Regions from separate parts of the Sus scrofa genome. Here region 1 is linked to region 2. A link is a contact called in public promoter capture Hi-C data. All regions are on one chromosome and are shown on one strand. Each heading gives the region's core, a stretch centred on a gene start, on an enhancer-like site or on the middle of the called end of the contact. The rest is flanking DNA. Distances are from core to core; before and after follow the strand shown.

Region 1 (6,506 bases), core at 3,771-6,270, 1.3 Mb before region 2:
AAAAATGTTTGCCCAAAGAATAAATGAATGAGCAATGCCCTTTCTCCTAAAGTAATTTCCCGGTTGGGCTCTAGTTTTGCCATGAACTTGCCCACAGGCCCACTTCGCTGCTGCTCTGGCTCCCAAACAACTGAGTATTTGGGGTTATTTATTCTTTTTAGAGAGAAGGGGTTGAAGGGAAGGGGAAGAGTAGAGTTTTCAGTTTTACCAGGAGGCCTGGAATGGTTTGAAAGGGACTTTCTGCTTCATTAATAGAAAAACAAAAACAAAAGGCCCCTCATCTAGCTCGACTTCTCCGGATCGGAAGCTGCTGTGCCCCACACCCGGGCTCGGGCTCGGGTGACCAGTCTGGGTGCGTCAAGAGCAAGGTGCGAAGGGATGAAAGGGCAGAGGTGGCGAAGGCAGAGGGTGGCGAGCGCTCAGGTTCACACAAATGCAGGTGGGTTCGAGGAAGGGGGAACCGCAAACCCTGCTGCGTGAACTCTTCCCAGAACAGCCCCCTCCGCTGCAATCCTCCCTGCTCCGCGTGGCCTCCCTGCCCCCGCCCAGCGCAGCGTTCACCTTTGCCCCCTGCCCCCTCCGTCGTTCCCCCCGCCCCCGCCGCCGCCTAGATCTCCCAGCCCGGCCCCCGACGTCGTCCCCGCGGTTCCCAGTTATTTCCCTCTTTCTCTCGACCACGGATTCCGTGTCTGCAGCCAGAAGATCTCGCCTTTCCAACTCCGACCCAGCCACCGCCTGTCCCCAAAGCCCCTCTGGAGAGCTCGGTAGCCCCCGAAGTCTAGATCTGGCTGCGGAGGCCGAGGCGGGCTCTGCCCTGGGAGATCAGAACCCCGTCTCGCCCGGATCCCGTCACTCCCTCCACCTGGCCAAGCGGCCTCTGCCCCTCCCCAGGCTCCGGGAAACTCTAGGTGAGGGGGGTTGTGATGGGTGTAGACGAAAATCGCAATGGTCTCAGAACCGAGAGGCCCCGCAACCCACTCCCCAGTCCTGTCCTCGCTCAGGCACAGCTGCGCCGCCCTTGGCAAATGAAAATGACCGTGGATACCCTTAGATGCGTCCTCCGCCCCGGGAACGCTCAGCTTCCTCTTCCCTCCCTCCCAATCCAGCACGAGCTGGCGGCCCGACGGGTCTGGGCGAGGGCCCCGAACCCTGGCAACCCCGCCTCCAGCCCCGAGACGCTCTCGGCTGAAACTCTGAAGGGACTCTGGACCGCAAAGCCCCATGGGGGAGGGGAGGGAGCGGCGCCAGCTTGGAGCCAGGAGAGGGGTCTCCCGGAAGGGCACCACAGCTCTCCGCCCCCTCAGGGAAGCTGTTGCATCAGCTTCCAGATCCCAAATTAAAGAAAGTGGTCTCCAACGGGCTGGGAAGGTGTCATGCCAAAGGGCTGCCGCCAGGAGGCAGCACTTAACAAAAAATGTTCAGGCTGAGGGTGCCCGCGAGACTGGAGTCCCCACTGCAGCTTTCATCTGAAGAGTCTTAGCTGAAGCGTGGACCCAATAAAAGAGGGAGTTGCTGGGCTAATTCAAGGAGGGGGATCTGGAAATGTTTCACCACATTTTGAAACTAAAAGATGACTTGTAAGCAATACAGTTTCCTATTTAGACCTTGCTGTGTCTACAACGCTGTCCCGCTCTGGCCCCTTTTAAAGCCACTCTGCAGAGATTCGCAGAGAACCCCCCCCATCTTCAAGATCAGCCTGGTGGAAAGGGACACCGCTTCAGAGAAGTCCCAGCTTTCGGGGCAAGAAAAAAAGAATGTAGCCCGAGGTCATAATTTACCTATCTTGAAGCTGTGTCATTTAACGCAGAATTTAGCCCTTACTGATTGAACAGGGATTTGACAGCCATGAGAAAAGAAAAGGAATATGTTACAATAAATTATGTAAGTAATAAGGAAATAATATGCAAAGCAGTGTGTTGTGTGAGTGGGTGGTTTATAGCTGTCAGTTCCCACAGTTCTTGCATGAAGTGACAGTGATTTGAGGTGACAGTGATTTGATCTTAAGCTGTCTTAAGGAGGAAGCTAATGAAGGAATGTGAAACAAGACACTTCCCAAATAGTTTGCTCTTCTTCAATCTTAGAATTTAGTCACAGTATGCAAAAAGGGGAAGAGGTTGCAAAATGAGGGGGAATTAGCTCCCTAGAGTCAGCTTTACTTACCATCTTTCTCCAATGTCATCATTATTCATCACAACGGTTTTAAAAGCACTGAATTTCCTAGGGCACTTGTACAAAAATTACCATATACAGACCTGACAGCAGGGCATTTGAATAAACACGCTGGACAAAAACATGAGTGGATTACAAAATATTAAAGCCAAACACAGGCCATGATGCCCTTGAGAGGCAAAGGAGTTTAAGAGAGGAAAGACATGAAGCTCCGTTTCCTGATGCTTCCCACCTTTGCCGGATGAAATCCAGAGGATGAAAGACATTTAGCTAGGGGATGATGAAGCTGCTTTCCTGTGGCTTAGAGTCTGATGAAGTCATTGAGAAGTGCTGTCCCTGTGCCAGACCCCATCCCCCGCAACAGTGTTCCATGAGGTCCCTGAGAATGCTGATGATGTTAGCTGTCAGCACTAGTATTCCCTCTCTCTCTCCCTCTCAAAATCCTAACCCATATTTCCTGCTATTTGCAACCCATCGATTGTCCCCCTGCCACATCACTCTAACCACGTCAAAGGCTGAACTTGATTTCCTTCCAAAGACCTTTCGCCTCCCAGATTTCCCAGTTTTCCAGATCAAGCTTCCCTTTCTGCCCCAAAGTCCTCAGCTCTGGTTCCTTGACTCCCACAGCTATTAAATTGGTGCATATGTTCACTTCTGCATGTGGAGTTCCTATTGTCCACATTATTAGTTCACCTTAAAGCATGTGGCCTTTTTTATGATTTTGCACCCACAGTGTGTGTGAACTACTAGAAGATAGAAGTGTTGCTGGTTCAACTCCTTTACATAGTATTGGTGGTAGTGCCAGCCTGTCATCTTCCTGTCGATCTTGAATGTTGACACTGAGGTTTTGTTTTTTTTTTCCCAGCCCTTGGCTTCTCCTGCTTTATTCTCCAACTGTAAATTATGTAATGGGATTGCAGCACTGTCTGCTTCAGCTGTCCATCTCAGAACCAGCCAAAGCCACATGGAGCCTGGCTTGGGAAAGCTGTTACTCAGTCATTATTGCAACTGTAACACAATAAATCTACAGCCACATTTTGATTCAATTTCCTGATCTCTGAAAATTGCAAGCAATCTGTAAGGTGACTGCTTCCTAGACTATCTTATCCACTTTACAGGTTTATGAAAATTTATATAGAAGTGTTTTGATAACTGAAAATTAAAGCTACAAATGTAAAATGGTATTTGTATTCTATTGTCTTACTTCTCTTGCTTAGTTTTTTGGGACCATCCATTGGCATATAGCCAAGTTCTTTTATTCCCATCTTTTCTAGGTCAGCCCTCCTCTATTGCCATTCTTATTGTTATCAAAACAGCTGCTTTTACTTCTTAAACCAGGATCCACCCTTCCCCTCTTTCAAAGCACAGTTGAGAGCCACCTCCTGTGGAAAAACCTCCCAGTCTTACAGGAGGAAATGATAAACTTCCAGATAGGCCATTACACCACTCCTTCAAGTTTGCCCAGTCAGCAGTGTCTAGTCTAGTCCTACAGTAACGGCCACTTTTGTAGGAGTTCCACCATTTATAAAGCACTTTCACTTACCTTATCATTATTAAAATGTTTTCATAAATGTGGTATAATAAGCTTTTTTTCAATGAAGAAATTAAAGATAAAGGACTTCCCAAAAGCAAGTACAGGCATACCTCAGAGATAATTCATGTTCTGTTCCAGACCAGCACGGTAAAGCAAATACCAAGATAAAGTGTGTCCCACGAATTTTTTACTTTCCTAGTATATGTAAAAATTATATTCACACTATACTGTAGTCTATTAAGGGTGCAATAGCATTATGTCTAAAAAAAAGGATATACCTTAAAAATACTTCATTGCTAAAAAAGGCCAAAACAATTACAACAGTAATGTCAAAGATCACTGATCACAGACACCATAACAAATATTATAATGCCAAAGCTGAAAATACTCAAGAATTACCAAAATGTAACACAGAGACAGGAAGTGAGCTGTTGGAAAATCTGGCATGGATAGACTTGCTCTATGCAAGGCTGCTACAAACCTTCAATTTGTACAAAATGCATTACCTGCAAAGCACAGTAAAATGAAGTATGTCTGTGAGTGATTCTTTTTTTGTTTAAAAGGAGAGAGGAAGCCACGGATCTGGGTTGGCCACTTACTACCTACCTCACAAGGTTTTTACAGGCTTATATTAGACAATGGTGGTGGAAGCTCTTAAAAAAACGAAATGGGATCTTAGCTCTTCCTCAAGAAAACCTTGACTGCCTACTCTGGATCAAGTTCTCATCATATACTCACAAACAACTCCTACTTCCCTTCCCAGCACTCATCTCAGCTGTAATACTACAGCAATGTGTGTAATTGATAATTGTCATCTCTCTCTAGACTAGGAGCTCTATCCTAATAGCGACTTCTGCTTTGCTCTCCATAGACTCTCCTGCACGGAAGGAATACAGTGCTTGTCACACATAAACTCTTCAATATTGTTTCATAAATAAGTGAGAACTGAAACCTAGATTTGAGTCTTAGGCTGGGGAAAATGTTACAGTGATGCTAGAAGACAGAATGAGGTCACGTGAATGTCACTCAACTGAGAAATGAGAATAAATTTCAAAGGACTAGAGATCCCCAGGGGCGACGAAGGGCGTTTCCAAAGGACAGTTCAGAACGGCTCAGTCTGGAAGGACGCGACTTCCACCAAAGTTGTAGCCACCACTGAGGATTCACACGACGCCTAAAAAACCGGGGAGGCAGCTTTATCCCTCTATTCCGTACGGCGAGCCAAGATGGCGGGGCCCGTGATTGAAAACCAGATTCAAGATGGCTACTTCCGGCTTCCCCCGCAGCGTCCCGCGTGGCCATCGAGGCCACGCCCATTTCCGGCTCTGCGCCTCAGCATGGCTGCTTGGGGTATATTGCTATCTAGTAAGTGTGTATAGGGTAGGTGGCTCGGGAGCTTGCAGGGATGGGACGGGACCCCTGAGTTGGCCGCACAGTCGCTCTTCCAACTCTGTCCTCTGTTCCCAGCAGGTGTCCGGAGGCTGCACTGCGGAACGGCGGCTCAGGCGGGCAGCCAGTGGCGACTCCAGTGAGTGCCGGTCTGGGGGGCTCTGGGGTGGACCAGAAGCTGAACTTAGTCCTCACCGGGCTGTTTTTCTCCACCCAGGCAGGGCTTTGCTGCCAACCCCTCTGGCTACGGACCTCTTACGGAGCTCCCAGACTGGTCTTACGCGGGTGAGCACTAATCAGGCTAATTCTACTTCAGAGGAAACGCCTCTGGACGGAGTTGGGGGAGGTGTCACGGTGGGGGTGTGTCTGAGCCGACCACGTATTGAGTTTTTTTTTTCCTTTAACTTTTATTGGGGTGTCGTTAAATGTATTGAACTTTATCTTTGCAGTGGGGACGGGGTGCGGGGGGGGAGAAACCCTGTCGTTTGTTTTGGAAATTAAACTACCGTCTATGGAAAGTAAAACTAGACAGGATCTTCTTGGCTTTGGGGGATAAGCAGAAGATAATTCTGATTTGGGACGTCCTGGGGGAGTGACAAGACTTTACGCTGGTCAAAGAGGAATATGGTTTTTTCTAAGTTACCAAGAACCGCTCTTCTGTGTGGTGAATACATTGTTGAGAATTTGTTACCAAGCTCAAGGAGAGCTCTTTGAAAGGCTGCCTAAATGAGCATCTCAGAGAGAAGTGCAAAAGGGCGAGCACAGAGGATGGTGAGCTCCCTTAGGAAAAGTTTCTCCCTTTACGTTAAAAAAAAAAAAGAAAAAAGAATCCTAGAAAGGAAAGCCCTTACAAAAGTTGAAGCCTCTCTCCACTCTCTTGGGACTCCAGTTCACAGGTGGGAAAATTGATGCCTACAGAAGTATTGCTAGGGAGCACACAGCTAGGTAGTAGCAAAGACAGGAGTAGAACTGGGCAAAGGCCAGGCCCCCTTCAGCAGCACAGAGACTTGAGTATTGGATTCTGTAGGAGTATAAAACCTGCTCAATCAAATACTTTGTGACAGAGGAGGATGGTGAAGATTGTTTTCCTACTTTTTTTTTTTTTCTCTTTTTTTGGCTGCCCCATGGCATATGGAGTTCCCAGGCCAGGGATCAGATCCACACCACAGATCCTTTAACCTGGGCCAGGGACTGAACCTGTGTCCTGGTGCCACAGAGATGCTGCCTATCCCACTGTGCCATAGTAAGAATTCCTCTACCTGGTGTTTACTGCAGGAAGCCTAGGATCTCTCTGAAGTAGTATGGAATATTGGAAAGCCTGAAACTGATTCTTAATCCAGGCTTCTCTACTTGTTAACTTTGTGGTCTTACACAAATTACTTACTTGTATCTCAGTTTCTACATTTGTTAAACA
Region 2 (7,008 bases), core at 490-2,989:
CACCTGTTCCCAAATAGCACTGAGCGGGAAGCTGGGTTGGGGGTGGAGGACAGGAAGCAGAGACTGCAAAGTAGTCTACGCCTCCCTCCCTGGAAAATCTTGCTCTGATTCTAGGGCTGCAGGCAGAAATCAAGGCAGTGGGAGGCTGGGAGGCAACTGTGGGGGTGGGGTAAGAGGGACAGGTCCCAAGACACTGCAGCTCTACTCCTCACCTTGGATGTTTGGCACAGGGTCCCATGCAAGGCAGTGGAATAAAGGCAGCCAGAGGGAGTCTTTCTCCTGCCCTAAAGAGACTGCTTCTGGGGCAGGAAAGGGTAGAGGGCAGAGGTCAGGGGCTAGATTTCTGTCTTTGAAAAGCTTCAGCCCTCAGAGTGGGAAAATGAGGAAGCCAGAGAAGCTCGAATATTTCCAGCCACCGAGTAGGTTCCCTCGACGCAGGCGCAGAGACACCCGGTCCCCAGGATCCAGGGGCAGTAGCACAGAACTGGTGGCTGCCTCCCGGGTCACGTCTGGGTCATTGGCAAAGGCCGAGACGACAGGCCATGTGTTCAGCATCAGGCTTACCTGCAGAGGGAAGCCCAGTTAGCACCTGTCCCTGCCCCTCGCCCCAGGACCCCACTCTCTTGAGGGCTTTCTCCCTTCTCTCCAGCCCCAGAGGGACACGCTAATACCTGGGAACCTGGACAGTGCACCCACCTGGGAGGGCTGCGGGGTGGCCCATGTTGGACTCTGGACCTCTATCACACGCTCTGTTAGGTAGGTCCGTTCCCCCCTTGCTCTTGGCCTCCCAGGACACAGGTCAATGGAGGTCTGCCTGGGGGTCAGCTGGGCTCCACTTATTTCCCCTCCTCTTACCCTGACCCCCCCGCCCTCCGCCCCAGGAGTTGGAGATAGGACAGGGCCTAGTATTCAGGTCACCTGGACAGTTTGGCGGTTGTACACCTTCACCACATGGAACCGGAAGCTGTAGACACCTCGGACAGGGGCCACGAAGGAGCCTGAGGCTCGGTCAAAGCCACCGCCCTCGTTCACCAGGACCTGTGGGAAGCAGACCCTGCTGAGTAGGGCTCAGGGATGCCTGGGGCTCAGGGAAACCACGGGGTTGGGGAAAGGGGCAGCGAGTAAGGAAAGGAAGGGGTGACAAGCAGACAGGACAGGAGGAATGCCTGGGTTCAAAAGAAATGGTGAGAAAGGTCAAGGAGGGTATGGGGGGAGTGAAGGGAAGGGAGAAGGGCAGCAGGCTTGGGGGCAACCAGCCACAGCAGGGGCTGTTTCCTTAGCAGCAGAGCGGGCTTGGACAGTGCTTCCAGGTCTTTGCAGGGGAGGGGGATTACCTGGTCGAAGTAGATGGCTCCACCCGTGCCGTTGCTGATTTCCCCTGCTGGCTCATGGTGGTGGCTTCGGACTGCAGCAAATGCCACTCTTCCAGGGGGTGCTTCTCCCAGGGCTGCTCCCCCGGGACCCCCTGCAGCAGCTCGGCCCGGCTCACAGACCACCAGGCACTCGCCTTCCAGGAGGACTGGCTCTGTCCCCTCTTGGGCCCACCCGGCCCTGAGAACCAGAAGAGTCAGGGCCAAGGGCAGCCCAGGGCTGAGTGGAGGACCTGGTGGCCAGTGTTGCTTTGCTCCCAGCATGGCTGAGTGGCTCTGTGACCCCCAAGCCTCCTCTTTCTGCTCCTTGGTTTTGCCCTCCTCTGCCACAGACTCTCAGCACCCCTCACCCTGCTTCTCAGTCTTCTCTCTGGGACTCATGGTCACCTGGTCTTGGCATCTCCATCCCTCTCGTGCCCCACAACTCTGTCCTGCCTCTCCTGCTGTCACTGCAGGTCCCTCCTCCTTGGCAGGGCACAAAATGACAGCAGTTGGGCTCTGGGAGGGAGAGGAGAAATGAGGCAGCCAGATGGGAGGGCTTCAGCCAGATCCCCAGGGCAGCCCCCTCAAGAGCACTGAAGGCTGGAACTGGGGCGACAAAGAACACGGGTGACTGTGTGAGATTCTGAGTGTGTGTTTGTGCATATGTGTGAGACCAATTCTACAGCCCCTTCCTCCTGCTCACTCCTCCCCTCTTTAAAATCCTTCACAAATCAACAGCCCGCTTAGCAGCATTTTTTCCACTGTTGGAAAAGGGAGTATCCTAGTGTTTTCCCCACAACTGTTTTGGTGGAAAGTGCGCAGGCGAACAGGGGCACTATTCCGTGACCCTGGGCCAGTCTCTTCCTTTCCTTGGTCTTCTATATCTTCATCCGAAGGGACGAGGCCCCCTTCACTTCCATCTCTCCAAGAGTGGTTCCTCATTCCTGAGAAACAACTGCGCGGAGCGGCTGAAAACCCAGAGGAACGGGAGACCTTGACCCCCCAGGGAGTCTAGGAGTTGGAGCGGGAGGGTGGGCGGGCCCGGGACGGGACGGGGCGGGGCGGGTAGGCCGGGGGCGGGGCCAGGCCCGGGGGCGAGGAGCAGCCTGCGGCTGGTCCCAGCGGGTGCGCGCTGGGGCTCAGGGCTGGCCTAGCCCCTGGGAGGGGCCGAGCTGGCTCCGCCCCGGGCCAGGAAGTGACTCAAAAAACTGTTCGTGATGTGGGGAAGAGAGGTCCCCGTTGGGTGAGGAATCGGAAAGGCCCGCCCAGATTTGGGCCCCCAGCTCTTCTTCCCTGGGCCGGGGGCGCAGGCGAAGCTGGGGCCAGCGGGCACCGAGCGGCGCCGGCGGGACTGAGGCCGCAGAGGGCGGCGAGGCGGGTAGGCGCGCTCTCCCCCGCGCCCGGACCGCGGGAGCCAGAGGCCGCAGTGCAGAGCGCAGTCGGGGGGCGGCAGCCGCCAGCGGCTGCGGGGGCGGGGCCCAACCCGGCCCCTGGGCCCCGCGTGGGGAGTGTGGCGAGACCGATGGGTGCAGCGGACCAGGCGGCGGAGGGAGGGCGAAGGGTGGGAGTGGCCAGAACCTTGGAAATGGCTGACAAGGGACCCCAGAGGACAGCCCAGTTTAAGCCCTGGTGAGGATTCGTCTTTAAGAGGCCGTCTTGGACCGGGAGATCGCAGAGACCCCGAGGAGAGGGGCTCTTTCGTCACCCGTCCCACTCCTGCCCTCCAGATCCAGCGGGATTCCCCCCACCCTGCTCCCGGCTGTGGTTATCATTTTCCAGAGGCCACACACCCCTCCCAGAGAGACAGCCTTGTTTATCCATGACTTCGTCTTCGGGAGGAAGGCCCTTGCGTCCAGATAATCTGACATCCCCTTCCTACCCTCCAGGTGGACTGAAATGCTGGCTGCCGCCTGGGTTGTTTACCAGTTTGGTAACTGGCTGAGGACCTGTTGATAGCTGGTGTAGGCCAGGAAACAAAGATTTGGGTTGAAGGGACATCCTGGCTCTGAGCTGCTTTCCCTCTTTACAGGGCTGGGCGGCCAAGCAGCCATGCCTACCTGGGGGGCTGGCTCCTCGTCCCCTGACCGCTTTGCCGTGTCTGCGGAGGCCGAGGACAAGGTGCGGGAGCAACAGCCCCATGTGGAACGCATCTTCAGGGTGGGGATGAGCGTCCTCCCCAAGGACTGTCCCGAGAACCCTCACATCTGGCTGCAGCTGGAGGGCCCCAAGGAGAACGCCAGCAGAGCCAAGGTGAACACCTCTCCCTGACCCTCCCCCCCCAGGCCTCCCCCCGGGGGGAGGGGGGAACCAGGACTCCCTCTCCCCCTTGCCCCCCAGTGAGGGCAGAAGAGAGGAGGGGCTGGGAAGGATCTCCACTCCTTGTTTGTCTCACTGGCCCTGAGCTCTGAGGGACTTCCGGACTCTATTTGTCTGGAGTTTTGGTTTCATTTCTGCTCTTACTACAAAGGTTCTGCTAGGGCTCGGGGATAAGTAATTCAGTTCGCATCAGTTTGTTCTCTTCGAAAGTTAGAGATAATCTGGTTGGGCCAGCAGGCCCCACCAAGGAATTCACTGTGGGGTGGAGGCCACATTTCTTCTGTTGGAATTAGTCCGGGCTTCCTGTAAGGCGCCAACACCAAATACCATCCTTGTGGTCCTAGTTTCAGTTTCTTTATCTATAAAATGTGAATAATAATAGTAACCACCTCACTGGATTTATTGTGAATGAGATGAAGCATGTAAAGCATCAGTTCAGTAAAAGTTAGCAATGATGGTCATTATGATGGAAATGTACAACACACATATACACACACATAAATGTTTGGAAGAGACAGCCTTTTTTTTTTTTTTTTTTTTTTTTTACCAATTAATTATAACAGTATCTTAAGTTGAATCAAGTTCTAAATGGAATTTCAGCCCTAGGCTGTCAACTGGAGCTCAGGGGAGAGCAATGGGCCATTGAGCCACTTAGGATTCCAGCAGTCTCCTTCTTTCTCTCCTTCCCCCAGGAGTACTTGAAGGGTCTCTGCAACCCGGAGCTGCAGAATGAAATCCACTACCCACCCAAACTGCACTGCATCTTCCTAGGAGCCCAGGGCTTCTTCCTTGATTGCCTGGCCTGGAGCACATCAGCCCATCTGGTGCCTGGGGCACCCGGTTCTCTGATGGTCAGTGGCCTGACTGAGGCCTTCGTCATGGTCCAGAGCCGAGTGGAGGAGCTGGTGGAGCGGTTGAGCTGGGAGTTTCTGCCAGGGCCGTCCCCTGGAGCTTCTCAGTGTGCTGGAGTTCTGAGAGACTTCTCTGCCCTGCTGCAGTCCCGGGTGGATGCCTACACAGAGGCCCTGCTGCAGCTGCCCCTGGCCATCCAGGAGGAACTGCTGAGCCTGGTGCAGGAGGCCTCCAGGGGGCAGGGGCCCCAAGCATTCCCATCCTGGGAGCAGGGCAGCCCAGGATTGCACCAGGAAGTCAGGACTCCCCTGAGTGAAGGCAGGGAGTCCCTGGACACAGGCCCAACAGGGTGGCGAGAGTCAAGGGACGAGAGACATGCTCTGGAGAAGGAGAGAGAAAAGCAGGGTGCTCCCAGGGAGACGGACTTGGGGTGGAAGGAGCTTCCCAGGGAAGAGACCTGGGAGAGACAAGGGGCCTTTGGGTCACAGATAGGAGGAGGAGAGGCAGGGCAGGCAGCGCCCCTGAAGGGGAAGGCCCTGGGGAAGGAGGGGGTACCTCAGGAAAAGGGAAGGTTCTGGGTCCAGGGTGAGCCTCCTGGTGCCCAGGGCCCCTGTCAGAAGGCAGCTCAGCCCAGGGGAGCCTCCCTCCTCCAGCGGCTCCATAATGGGAAAGCCTCACCGCCCAGAGTGCCCAGCCCCCCACCTGCGCCTGAACCCCCGTGGCACTGTGGAGACCGAGGGGACAGGGCAGACAAGCAGCAGGTTGTGGCTCGAGGTCGGGGGTCTCCATGGAAACGAGGCACCCGGGGGGGCAACTTGGTGACCGGCACGCAGCGTTTCCAGGAGGCCCTCCAGGACCCCTTCACCCTGTGCCTTGCCAACGTGCCGGGCCAACCAGACCTCCGCCATATTGTCATCGACGGCAGCAACGTGGCCATGGTGTGAGTACCTGGTGGGGCTGAGAGTCCTGGGGAAGGGGATGGGATGGTGAAACGAGCAGTTTTGTTCACCTTGGGGATATGCGCTGAGCAGGGGGTGCAATCCAGCCAGATTGCCGTGCCCCCACTCTGGGGCCCCAGAGTGCTGACCTCTTCCCACTGCAGGCATGGCCTCCAGCACTACTTCTCCAGCCGGGGCATTGCCATTGCTGTGCAGTACTTCTGGGACCGAGGCCACCGAGACATCACCGTCTTTGTGCCTCAGTGGCGCTTCAGTAAGGACTCCAAGGTCAGAGGTGAGTTGGGCCTGGTCTTTTGTGTCCGGGGATGGGTCCCGCTTCCACCTTGAAGATAACCCCATTATGCGCCTCTCTTTCTTTAGAGGGTCATTTCCTGCACAAGCTGTATTCCCTCAGCCTGCTCTCCCTCACTCCCTCCCGGGTCTTGGATGGCAAGAGGATCTCCTCCTATGACGACAGGTACTCGCTTCTCTCTTGGCCACAGGCTCCAGATCCAAGGAGCCCAATGGGAGACTGAATGAGAGACAACAGAGGCTCCTGACCCTTCACACTGTCCATAGACCTGAGTCGTGGGAAAAGGGCCAGCCTCTGTGACTGTAGGCAGGATGAGCTGGCCAGTGGACAACTGTATTTGCCCATGCACCCTTCATTTTTTACTCATCAAACTAAACAGTGCCTCGTATTTATATAGGGCCTTACCATTTAGAAAATACTGGTTTAGGAATTCCCGTCATGGCTCAGTGGTTAACGAATCTGACTAGGAACCATGAGGTTGTGGGTTTGATCCCCGGCCTTGCTCAGTGGGTTAAGGATCCGGCGTTGCTGTGAGCTGTGGTGTAGGTCACAGACGTGGCTCAGATCTGGCATTGCTATGGCTCTGGCATAGGCCAGCGGCTACAGTTCCAATTAGACCCCTAGCCTGGGAACCTAGAAAAGACAAAAAAAAAAAAAAAAAAAAAAAAGAAAGAAAAAAAAGAAAAAAAAAGGAAAATACTGGTTTAATGGAAAGATGGGAAAACTGATGACATGGATAGCTGAAAAATGCCTCTTATAATCTAGATGTCTGAACACATAGAGAAATTCCCCACTTTCTGGGAAACCCAGAGTAAATGATCAAAATAATGACAAATGAAGAAACACAATCCATCCACAATCTTTTGTAATAAGACTGTACAAAACATGGTATAATAAAAGATACAGTGAAAGATCACTGGACTTAGAATTTGAAGATCTGAATTTGAGTCCTAAGTTGCAGTCACTGACTGACTGTGGACCAGTCTCTCAGTGGATTAACCTCTTTGTCTCAGGGTCCTCTTCCATTCGTTCATTCTCCTCATGAATGTCCAAAGAAGCTAAGGTATGGGCTTGCCTCACTCAAGTTGCTAGGCAGGAAGATGGTGATATTCCTTAGATTTTCATGGACCTGATCAAGTGTGGCGGAGTCTTACCTCTATCATACAGAAATGGAGACCGAGGGTCAGAGTGGTTAACTCTTGGAAAAAGCTACGAAGTGGCCAGGGAAAATGAGAAC

What was found. Promoter capture Hi-C pulls out the DNA fragments that hold promoters and counts their contacts.
Region 1: a contact with region 2 is called in a promoter capture Hi-C map of liver, with 4 times the contacts expected there. The contact joins the promoter of MRPL52 here to the promoter of CBLN3 in region 2. A contact is called at or near these places in 1 of 5 promoter capture datasets (liver) and 1 of 47 Hi-C or Micro-C datasets (embryonic fibroblasts).

Annotation. Positions count from the first base shown.
Region 1 is chr7:76,190,126-76,196,631 of Sscrofa11.1, reverse strand. It overlaps MRPL52 (mitochondrial ribosomal protein L52), which reads left to right and starts at 5,020. Exons shown (of 5, transcript NM_001185151.1): 1 at 5,020-5,068; 2 at 5,171-5,231; 3 at 5,310-5,377. The coding sequence starts at 5,041. It also overlaps a transcript of SLC7A7 not described here.
Region 2 is chr7:74,860,662-74,867,669 of Sscrofa11.1, reverse strand. CBLN3 (cerebellin 3 precursor) reads right to left here and starts at 1,739. Exons shown (of 3, transcript NM_001112680.1): 1 at 1,335-1,739; 2 at 919-1,038; 3 at 1-564. The coding sequence starts at 1,634. The coding sequence ends at 367. It overlaps KHNYN (protein KHNYN), which reads left to right. Exons shown (of 8, transcript XM_021099195.1): 2 at 3,382-3,602; 3 at 4,361-5,460; 4 at 5,623-5,753; 5 at 5,840-5,936.